Regions from separate parts of the Mus musculus genome. Here region 1 is linked to region 2. A link is a contact called in public Hi-C data. All regions are on one chromosome and are shown on one strand. Each heading gives the region's core, a stretch centred on a gene start, on an enhancer-like site or on the middle of the called end of the contact. The rest is flanking DNA. Distances are from core to core; before and after follow the strand shown.

The links. Hi-C and Micro-C count contacts between places; a contact is called where the count stands out from the background.
Region 1: a Hi-C map of uterus shows a contact between it and region 2, with 3 times the contacts expected there. The contact joins two enhancer-like sites. A contact is called at or near these places in 2 of 484 Hi-C or Micro-C datasets (muscle stem cells and uterus).

What each region holds. Positions count from the first base shown.
Region 1 is chr13:29,191,494-29,196,861 of GRCm38.p6, reverse strand. It overlaps a transcript of Cdkal1 not described here. Among named protein-coding and RNA genes, the nearest start is that of A330102I10Rik, 180 kb to the right of the region's middle. Within about 2 kb of position 4,016, at least 3 of the 459 cell types and tissues checked have an H3K27ac peak or open chromatin away from gene starts, as enhancers often do. A contact at or near this core is called in uterus, where this site is marked.
Region 2 is chr13:28,753,178-28,759,247 of GRCm38.p6, reverse strand. All of the region lies in intron 3 of 2610307P16Rik (RIKEN cDNA 2610307P16 gene), which reads left to right. Among named protein-coding and RNA genes, the nearest start is that of Mir6368, 45 kb to the right of the region's middle. Within about 2 kb of position 1,612, at least 286 of the 459 cell types and tissues checked have an H3K27ac peak or open chromatin away from gene starts, as enhancers often do. A contact at or near this core is called in uterus, where this site is marked.

The sequences.
Region 1 (5,368 bases), core at 2,767-5,266, 440 kb before region 2:
TGTTTGAAAAGGAATTAGAAGAGCGGCCCAGCCGCTGATGATTATTCATCTTTGCAAGCTTCACTGAAGCACCAAGGAGAGCCCCTTCTGGGCGGGTCTTCTAGGATGTTTGTAGAAAAGTTTAAGGGAAGAAGGAAGACCTACCCTGAATATGGATAACAAAGAGTCCTGCACTGATTCAAGCCGAGAAAGGAAGCTGCCTCTTACTCCTGCAGTGGAGATGGGCACGATACCCCTCAAACCAAGAGCTCAAATACACCCTTAGGGATTTTGTTTTTTGTTTTTTGTTTTTTTTTTTTTTTTGAGGGGGGGGAATTGTTTGTTTGTAAGGAGTTTAATTACTTTGATATTGAAATGAAAACAATAACAACAATAACAGAAAACAAATAAAGACTCGTACATATTTGCATTCTGTTCTGAAAATGATTTGAGTTGGGGCTGCGAATGCTAAATAGCATCATTATCTTTTGCATGGATAGATAGCTCAAAATGTGTTTCAATTGAATTTGAATAAATGTGACACCAATTTTTCATCTTATCTAGTTTAATTTTCATGTACTTATTGAGCTCCTGGAAAGTAAATACTTTGCCCCCGCCTGTACCGCCCATTGTGTCTAATATGCGTATGTTTTCGCATATACTGGACATATCTGTTTGCTCACTAATGTTGGGCAAGCGATTAAGAAAGCACATGCTAGCTGGGATTATCATGACAGAGTCTTAGTTTGTTCTTTCATTCTACTAAATACGAAATCCATCTTTACATTTTTTTTTAAATTATTAAACCTGCATTGGCCAAATCTTCCTAAAAAGCAACGCTTCTGATTGCCTCCCTGTTCCTGTCCTCTCCTAGCTGTAGACAAACAACATGTATTAGCATAATCGAGATAATTAAGGGCAATGCTAGGTACTGTTCTCCTCCAGGCTTCTGTAGTTCAGGGACTGCCAATTTCCTCTCCCTCCTAACAGCCTGGAGGCGTGGAGATTAACACCTACAAAGTGTGGTGGCTTGAATATAGATGAGGGGAGAGACAGGCTGCTGCCTTTGATTAAAACATTAGAAGAATAATTATTACAATAGCAAAATGGCTTAGCCCTTCTGCTGGGATTCAGTTTTTTTTTTTTTTTTTGGTTTGTTTTTGTTTTTGTTTTTCTTCTCCCGTTTACTATGTGTCTCTGAAACTTTTCCCTCACATCTTCATAGAACAAATAACTATCTCTGTGCATCTTACACTTCAAGTTGAGAACGTTCTGTATGGTATTACATACAGAGTTACCCCCACCATCACCTCCATGTCTGGGTAATTTTTACTGTTGCTGAAGAGAGCAAAATATTACTTCTAGAAACCCAGCAGGCATTTTATTAAACGATTGTACCAGCTGGGGACAAATGATTGCCTTTCTTGAGACTTCCTTTCAGAATTGGATGTTTTCATCTCGGCAGGAAGGACCAGTTAGGGTTCTTCTCTAGGTGGGTTTTTCAGCAAGTCCACCCAGTCCCAAATCATAACCAGCGTTCAAAGCCATTGGCTGCCGTTTCCACACCCAGGTATGATTACTTTAAGCTTGGGAAGTGATTTCACCACCTCCTTTTCCTCTGTTGCAGGCTCTGGATTATTTATGAAGGCACAAAGGGAGAGAGAGACACATTGGACAAAATTCAAATGTGATATATGTACACGCCCCTTCTTTGGCTGTGATTTGTGCAAAATCACATCCAGGCTATAGCCACAGCCCCTGGGGCTCATCTCTGTTCTGAGGTACAAGAAGCTGGCAACGCGCTTTTCACACAGGACAAAGCCATGCTGGCTGTTGATTCTAAAGGCCCCATCATCCAGACTCTTGTGCTGTTATTGGAAAAAAACATGAGACTGGCCAAAAGCAGCTCAGGTCACATTATCAGGTAATATCTCCATTCTGTATATTTAGTTGGAAAATAAAGCCTATCAGGACAGTGTAATTTAGAAGGGTGGAGCGAGCCACATAATTTCCAGGGCAGGGGAAGAGAGTGCTGTTTGGGGCATTTTTAGTGGAACTGATCTGCTCTGGCAGTAATTTCCAGCTTCTCCCTGCACCAACACCCCTTCCCCGCCTGCTTTAATAATGGAAAAAAATACAGCCCAAGACCCTGACCGTCCAAAAGCAACTGCTGGAAACCCTGCCTGTTGATCACTTATTAGAACTTGTTTACTGCTTAGTGTCTTGCGAGGTATGTGTTTGTTAGGAAAATTAAGTGCCTCCCTGTAGCAATGTTAATTAGACTAGGCTTGTTCAACTCCAGGGAGGGGTGTTTTTGGGTCATTCCATCCCTTCAAAGTCTGCTATGCCTTTTGACTTAGTTGCTTAAAAAAAAGGAAAGAAAGAAAGAGAGAGAGAGAGAGAGAGAGAGAGAGAGAGAGAGAGGAAGGAAGGAAGGAAGGAAGGAAGGAAGGAAGGAAGGAAGGAAGGAAGGAAGGAAGGAAGGAAGGAAAAAGAGAAACAGAAAAAGCCCTCGATGTAATTGTGTGAGTTGGGAACCCAGATCCCTGCCCTGAGCTTGTAGATGCTCAAAGGAGCCAGAAGGGGAATGAAACCGAGATAACATTTCAATGTTGCAGCGGGGTTCAAGGCGGGAACACGTTAGAACACAGTCTGGGATGCTGTTTCAGTAGCTCCGTCATCATGCGTGTTTCCACCATCTCCAGCATCATAAGGGGGTAGAGCTGAGTGTGGTTGCGATTTTCCTCTGTGAAACACAAGTTCCCAGTGAAAGTGAGTGGCCCCTATGACATGCTAGTGACTCTTCATTGTCAACTCAGCTGGATTTAGTATCACCATGGAAACACACCTCTGGATGTGTCAGTGAGAGTTTTTTCCAGGAAACTTTAACACAGTAGGGACGCCCCACCCTGAGTGTGAATGGCACTATCCATGGGGCCTCTGACCAAACAAAAGGGAGAAATGAGAACCAGCAACATCCATCTCTCTCTCTCTGTTTCTTGATTGTGGACACAGTGCCACCGGCTACCACAAGATCCTGCCACCATGCCTTCTCCTCCGTGACTGAGTGTGACCTTACACTGTTGAGACAGAGTAAACCTTCCTTACTCATGTCACTTTTGTCAGGCACTTTGTCATAGCAACACAATGGAAACTTACACAACTGACTTCTCCATTTACCCCAGCTGCCTGATGGGACACCTTTCCTCTTCACTTGCAATCTTCCTTCCTACCCAAACAGTTCTCCATCACGACCCCCATTAACACACCTCTGTCCTGGTCCAGAACCATTACACAGGTCTCAGTGGTGGGTCTGGAGGAAGGTCTTTATACTTACGATACGGAACTACAGAAGTTCAACACTTCTTCAGTAGTTGAATCAGAATCCCTTGGGGGTCAGCCATGGTATTAGGCTCTAGATCCTCACATGACGTGAGTTTGTGGGCTGTACCCATGGGTTTGGTGATAAGGGTGAAGTGAAGGCCTCACTTAGTCTGTGGGCCTCAACTGTGTGCGGACTCCTATCTGGTTTTGTCAAAGAAGCCATTGTTCGAGTTTGATAACACTTGTGTCACCAGTAATGTGGATTTTAATTGGTAAGAGCATGATGGTACTATTTCCTGGTCATCCTCACTGCGAAATCCTGTAGGGAGGTGAAATGTTCATAGTTATGGCACAGGTATCTCTGGGTTCCCAGTCATAATGCCTTCAAAACATTACCAAAATGTTTCTCCAGGGATAGAAGTTCTTTGATTGACTCAAATAAAACAGCCTGCACTTGACATCATAAAAAGAAGTGTTTCTTCATGAAATATGAACTTCAACCAAACTGTGTGTTGCATCTCAGCCAGAGCCTATGTCCTCCACTGAAGAAGTTATTAGAGAAAAAGGCCAACCTTCCATTTGGACGGTCACCAATCAGATTAGCAATTCCTCTTAGAAGGAAAAACAGCAGAGGCAGTTATGTGCGGAGACTTTGACTGAACTCGGGCCTAGGATGTGACAGGTCCTGTCAGTTGTCACTTCACTGGGTCAAGGCCTGATCAGAACCTGTGCTCTGTCTAATCCAGGGCTTCAGGTTGGTATTTCTTCCCTGAATGACCTCTCTGTAGTTTGTGGTTTTGCTCAGTGAAGGTTTTTCCAGAAGCCAATGTGAGAAGCATGGGTTCTAAGAGCTTCTTTGATGAGAACCTTAAAATGATCTGGCATCCAAAATGTTTGGAAAACTTATCAGACTTTAATCCCTACTTGGGGATTCATAACAAACACAGAAGGCCTTCTTAAGCTCGGGTCATGTGGAGTTTCTCAAACACATGTGACTCCAGAATGTCTTTTTTCTTGCCAGCTACACGGAGAGAGACGTGTTCTGGAAAACACTGACACAACAGCAAACATTGGATCTAAGAGGCTGTGTCTGTGTCTCCACTCACTTTCTGATTGATCCTATCAGGAAGATATCAATGAGTCTCCATTATCTACATATAGAATGACTCTACACTACACTGGTCCGATCTGTCTGTCATGCAGTGAGAAATAAATGCCAATGCCAACAGCTCTAAGATAATGACAGGGGCCAGTGAGAGGGCACAGCACATAAACTCTTGCCACACAATCCTGATGACTTGAGCTTGACCCCTGGGACCTAAAGGACACTGACTCTTTAGAGCTGTCCTCTGCCATCCACACATGTGTGTCTATTCTCCAATCACACATCATACACACTATAATAATTAGTAATAATAAGCAAAGTAATGGGCTATTAAAATATTAATTTATATATGTATATGCCATAGATACAAAGAGCCAGCTTACTACAGCCTTTTCAGTAAAGCTGGTCCATGGCTTTGTTTTATAAATAAAGTTTTATTAGAACACAGCCATGCTCGTTTATTTACACATCATCTATGCCTAAGGATGGGCTGCAGTGGCAGAGCTGAACAATTGAAGCAGATGAACAATTCCTCCCAGGAAAGTGAAAGGCAAAGGCAGTTGCAACTGGCAAGGAACAAAATGTGCTTTTTCCTGTGTGGTTTGTAGAGACCCCCCAAAGTGTTTGCTGTTTGGCTGTTCACTGGAAAACAGAAAGAAAAACAAAAATGTGCTGACCCCTGACTTGTAATAAAGGATAATATATAGTCAAGGACGTGTTGTATCTATGGGAAGCGGAGTGACAGCGATGACTCTGTCATGTGGTACACATGGATAAAGCCCTGGCCTGATCCTTGGCTGGGGATAACTCCATCCTGCTCACCCAGGAGAGCACCAGCAAAACGGTGAAGGTGCTGCACAAACCTTCTCCTGATGATAACTTGCAACAAACCTTCTCCCGATGGTAACTTGGACGATTAACATGCCTGGGTACATGTCACAAAATCTGGAAAAGTTCCCA
Region 2 (6,070 bases), core at 363-2,862:
TCCCCAGCTCTTGGATTTCTGGAGCACACAGCTGTGCCTGTCTTTCATGTGGGTGTTGGAGATCAGACTGAGGACATCATATTTGCCCTTGCTCAGTAAGGACTTTATGGACGGAGCCATCTCCTCGAGCCTGATTTTTTTTTTTAATTTATATTTCAATCATTAACAGAACTATGACATAATCATTTTCATTCTTTGGTTACTGTTGAGTCATTTATGAAAGATCTGAGACTTTTTAAAAGAAAGATTGATTTTCTTGCACAGTCACTGTGTATAAACTTCTATGCTTATACCAGACCCTTTCACACCAAGGGTTTGTTGCTTATTGATTCGCGCATATTAAAACCAGGATATGAAAGAGTCAGTTTACCAGTATGAACTAGAAAACCCTAAAGAACTTTAAAAAGAAAGAAGGAATGAAAAAGCCATCTGGGGCCTGAGCAGCAATTTGGGGTTTACTGATGCTCTGGTTGGCAGGCTGTCTGGGCAGCTGGATCTAGGTTGCACCCTGAGTATTTTCTCTTTCCATTTGGACAGGCATGGAGGTGTTGAGTCCGTAATCTGGACCTTGTGAGAGCCAAGTCCGTGTTATGGAGTAGTTCTGTTTTGCACACGGTTGTCCTAATTTCCCCTCTTCTTTACTTGCCCACTAGAAGGGAAAAAAGTAATCAGAGGTGTTGCTGGGTGGAGCCCTCCTTTGATTGCAATGCCCCAGGGGTTTCTAAGTTAACAAATTAAAGCTTTAGGGCTGACTGAGCCGCTTGCTTGGTCTTGGTGGGCGCAGCAGCTTTTCCGTGCCTTCTCATGTTCCTGCCCTCCCTTCCCACTCCAGAAAAGAAACTGAACTCAGAGGCTTTGCCTGAGGAAAGGCTGGCTTGAGGAGCCGAGGGACTGATGACCACAGCTGCAGAGAGGGAAGGCCAGCATATTCTTGGAAGGTGTGGGATGAGAAACGCACTCCCTTCCCTTCCCTGCTTTTGCAGTCATGCCTGGTGTGCCTCAGAGCTAGGATACACGGGCGGGGGAGGGTGGAGCGTGGGGAGGGCTAAGATTAGGGAGAGAGGAGGTGAAACTCTCCTGGGAGTTGGAGACCAGAAATAAACATCCAAAGGAGCTGGGACAAACCCTCTGGCTGCCCTCCTGAGGTTCAGGGGTGGATCAGGAGGGTCCGAGCCAGGGAGGCAGTAGCCTGAGTCTTGGAGGAGGAAGATCTCGCTGGCTGCCTCCTCCTCCTCTCTGCTGGGGTCCCTGAAGCCAGTGCAGGAAGTGGGCGGGATTCTGCTAGAGTTTATTGAAAAAACAGCTGCCTGGCTCCATTTCCCTCCCCCACAACGGCCCATCCTCGCTGTGGCTCAGGATAGAACTATGCTGTAAACTTTGGCATGAATCAAGCATGCTGATACTCTCTCAAACAGCAACTTTTTCTTTCTCTCCCCCCTCCCGCTTTTTTTTTTTTGGCACAGAGTCATTCGTTTGAGGCTGGGGGAGAGGAACAGAAAGACTAAATAAAATGTGGTACAGTGGTTCTAGAAATGATTTGATCTGGTCCAGTAAAGGTCCAGAGTTCACCGACTGGACCTGAAGGACCCAAGTGAGAATAAGGTCAGGAGCCAGTTTTTGAAAGTGGTGAGCAGACGTCAGGACTTGAAGGCCTGCTTGCTCTTTTTCTGTTACTGTCATAACGTCTTGGACAGAATCTACCCTAGGAAAACACTGTCAGTGCCTGTAAGTTTGTGACTTCGTTTTTTTGACCAAGAATTGCTTAGGAGGTTGAAGGGGACAGGAAATAGCTAGGAGCCAGGGTACCACTGGGCAGAAGTATATATGTGTGTGTGTGTGTGTGTGTGTGTGTGTGTGTGTGTGTGTGTATGTGCGTGTGTTGATTAGGACCCGCAGATGGCAAGCAGCAGCTGTTTTATGGTGTGAATTGTTTGCTCAGAAGATTTTCAGAAGCTAATTCTCCGTGGAGGTTGGTTTGCCAAGTGACTTGTTTCCTTTTTTCTTGTTTCCCGACCTATTTTCCTCTTTGTGTGTGTGTGTGTGTGTGTGTGTGTACCCTAGCTGACCTTGAGGCTCTAAGAGTTGCTTAAAACCTGAGACTGTTAAGTTCTGAGAGGGTTGCTTGCACCAGGAGGCTCCTGGCTCAGGTTTACTTCAGACCTGAAGGTGAGGGCGGATGCAAAGGAGAAGGCTGCAGAGGGAAGGGCTTCCCCTGTCTTGTCTGAGATCCGAAAGGCTGTGCCTGGCCCCCCTCTGCTCTGGCTTTACTGTGAACTCTTGCTCTTGCGTTGACCCTTTCCCTTGGCCTTCTATTAAACCTGACCTGTGTCTCTTCCTCCACTTAACGTGAGAGAATATTTTTTTTTTCAGGGACATTTATGAGTAGTGAGTTAAGATGTCTCTAAAATTCACTAGTGGTAGAGGCCTTAGGGCATGGTTAACCAGTTCTGTTATCCCCCTTCAATATTTTCTTTCTGTTAATACCCCATGTGTGGCTTGTATTTGCTTGAACAACTCGAGAAAGCATCCTCAGCTGTATTGTAGGAAGCAAAGTAACTCTCACGCTCTTGCATGAAAGCATGACACAGAGTCTGGGGCCCTGGGATGGTAGAACTTAAAAGGCCAATTAATAACATTTATTTGTTTTTGTTTTTGGAGAACCCAGGGCCTTGTGTATGCTAAACACAGGCTCTTCCAACTCTGGTCTACATTACTTATTAGTAATAGAGGTTACTTATTATTGTTATTGTTTTGTGTGTGTGGTATATGGTGTGTATGCATGTGTATGGGGTCATGTGTATGCGAGTGTACATACAGGCCAGAGACTGGTTATTATTGGTGTCTTCTTTAATTATTATTACTTTTTAGATTTAATATTCATTTTTATTTATTTTATATTATGTATAGATGTGTATGCATGAGCATGAGTTTGTATTCTTAAGTGCAGTGCTCACAGAGGCCAGAGATGTCAGATTCCCTGGAGTGGTCGTTAGGCACTTATGAACTACCAGACATAGGTGCTGGGAACAAAACTCAGTCTCTGCAGGCACATTGCGTGCTCTTAGCCCCAGGGCAGTCTCTTTACTCTGCAGTCCCCTCCACTTTATTTTTGAGGTAGTGGTTCCACTGAACATGGGACAGTGAACTGGAGCTCATTGCTTCAGCAAGATTAGCTGGAGAGCCAGCTCTAGGGATCCTCCTGTCTCCTTTTCCTGGCCACTAGAATTCCAGAGGCCTGTCACCATGCCTGGCTTTGTTCTTGTGAGTTGGGATAGAACTCAGGTCTTCATGTTTGCATAGAAAGCACTTAACCAGCTGAGTTCTCTCTCTCCAGACCAGAGCTGTCACTTCAGTGATTAATTTCACAGTGTGTGCACTGCATTTTGTGGGTACCTTAAAAGATACACTTTGGCCCAGTATCGTGGCACGTTCCTGTCATCCCAACACTTTCACAGTAGAGGCACCAAGATCAGAAGTCGAAGGGCAGCCTTAGCTACATTATACAGACTTTGAGGACAGCACAGGCTAGATAAGACTCTCAAAAAACAAACAAACAAACAACCCAAAGGCATTGAAACAAGGTAGAGCAAACTTGTTTCTAATTTATTGATGCACACATGAAATCTCTATGTAGAAAGCATGTTTAATATAAAAGGTCAACATTTCTATCTTCTATCAACAGAGAGAGGTATGGAAGTGGAAAGTCTATGAGGAAATGTTAAACACTGAGATCTTGCTTTCCTTGGTAGGCAGCATTGTAAATTTAGATTGGAAAGCATAATTGAAAACGGGAGCCTGCATGTGCAACATTATCTCTGCAAAGCATGTACGTTTATGTGAACCTGGATATGATCAGTAGCTGAATGCAGGCCACGGGCACATACAAGTGTTTTCTTTTCATGATCCCTCTCCTTAGCTTTTCCACAGTGAGCAAACACCTATTTTCCCCCCTTTCTAACATGTAACCGTTATTAAAATATAATGAGGTAGTGAGGAATGACTCTCTTGTCTACTTTACTTTCTGACGTGGTTCAATGAGTGTGAGAATTCAACAACCTTAGTGGGTGGAAAGTGGCTCTTCCAGGGGACCCAACACCCTCTTTTGTCCTCTGTGGTCACCTCCCACACATATGATATGTAGATACACGCACACATAACATTTATACATAGACACAGACACGCATACACAGACACACATATACAGCATGCACACATAGGCACAATTACAGACACACAGACACAGACAGACATACACATGACAAATCTTAAAAGACTTTTTAAATCTTCAAGAATTACTGTTTTATGTTTGTTCGTGTCTATAAGACTTTCAGTCTAGGAGAACTCTCCCAGTTCTACTTTAATGTGGTGAATCCTACTCCTGTTTTTAGTTTTCTTTGAGACAGGATTTTAGGTAGCTCAGACTGGCCCTGAACTCACCATGTATCTGAGGCTGACCTTGAACTCCTGATTATCCTGTATCCACCTCGTATGTAATTACAAGTGTGTACCACCATACCCAGCAACTAGAGTTAGTTTTGTTCATAATGATGTAATGTTCTTATTCTGCCATGTAGGCTACCCTGGAACTTACTATGTAGCCCTGGTTGGCCCTGAATTCATGACAGTTGTGTTTTTGCCTCCCACACAAAGGATAACAGGTTTGAGCCTCCAGCTCATCCCTGCCTTTCATTTTAAATACTTATTTCCGTCTTTTGCTGAAGCGCTCAGCTCTTCTTTTTCTTGGATTCAGAGGAAGTTCCCTTTTCCCTACTCCCATTATGCTTCTGCTTTTTTTCTGGTTTCTTGTTCCTCCATCTCCTTCAGTTGTCCACTGCCAAATATCTACTGTTCACTGCCCAGGAGACTATCCGTGACGCTTACTTGACGATGACTCATCACCAGAAAGCAGAGGTCACCTTTAAAGTTAAGTGCTTCTTGTGGACCCCATATTTGGCAGTAAAAATTGCAACCAGGCAGGAGCAATTTCAGTTCTCAATACATGCTTTTAATTGTTCAGAGATGTCTATAAAATATACTATGGCAAATTAAAATCGCTGTTTTTTAGTTTTGTTTTTTTTTAACCAAAAATGTGCTACCTAGAAAGCAGCTTTCTCTTGAATACGACATGCAGTGGCTGGCTCAAGCCTTTACTGTCTGGAATGATCAAGCTGTACTTGACATATGGTGCAGAGGTACCCATTCTGTATCCTTTTGTATCTTCATTCCAAGAGCATCTGAACTAGAAGTAGTACTACACGTGTGGTGGATTGATGGTGTCAAGTCCGTGCCATTCGTGTGCTTAAGTTTCACATCTGTCTCTCTGTTTTCCACCGAAGGAAATGGCACAAGCTGGATGTGAGTGCATACTCCTTCTCTTCCTCTCATTAACTCTAAACAGACCTAGTGTAGGACTTAGACTTAGCATGGAAATCTCTGCTCCATCTCCACCTCCTCCTCCCAGTGTATATCCAGTGTCTGCATGTGTGGCTGTGCATGTGAGTGTGTAGGTCAGAGGTTATATCTCACTCTATTGCCCTCATTTTCTGAGACTGAACCTGGCATTTACTAACCAGATGGATTGGCAGTAAGCTCTCTAGATTCCCTTGTTTTCCTAGTGCTTAGATCACAGGCATGGGCAAGCCAGGCCTTGTTTCTCTCCTCTCCTCTCCTCTCCTCTCCTCTCCTCTCCTCTCCTCTCCTCTCCTCCCCTCTCCTCCCCTCCCCTCCCCTCCCCTCCCCTCCCCTCCCCTCCCCTCCCCTCCCCTCCCCTCCCCCCTTCCCTCCCCTCCCCTCCCCCTTCTTTTCTTTAAATGTTAGGGTGTCGGTGTTCCAAACTCATATCCTCATATTTGCATGCTTTGTGAACACTTTACCCACTGAGCTGCCTCCTCCATCCTCTCTCTTTTTATCTCCCCACTATTATCCCAATTCCCAAGGATTACGGGGAAAAGAAGTCTCTGGAACATCATGCTTCATTTAGTAATTCTAGTGGGAGGTAGTGTTTGAGTGTGTTTGTTTGTGAGGGGAGTGATCCTCTGTTTTCGATGGGGTTAGTCTTAATAAATGTGCC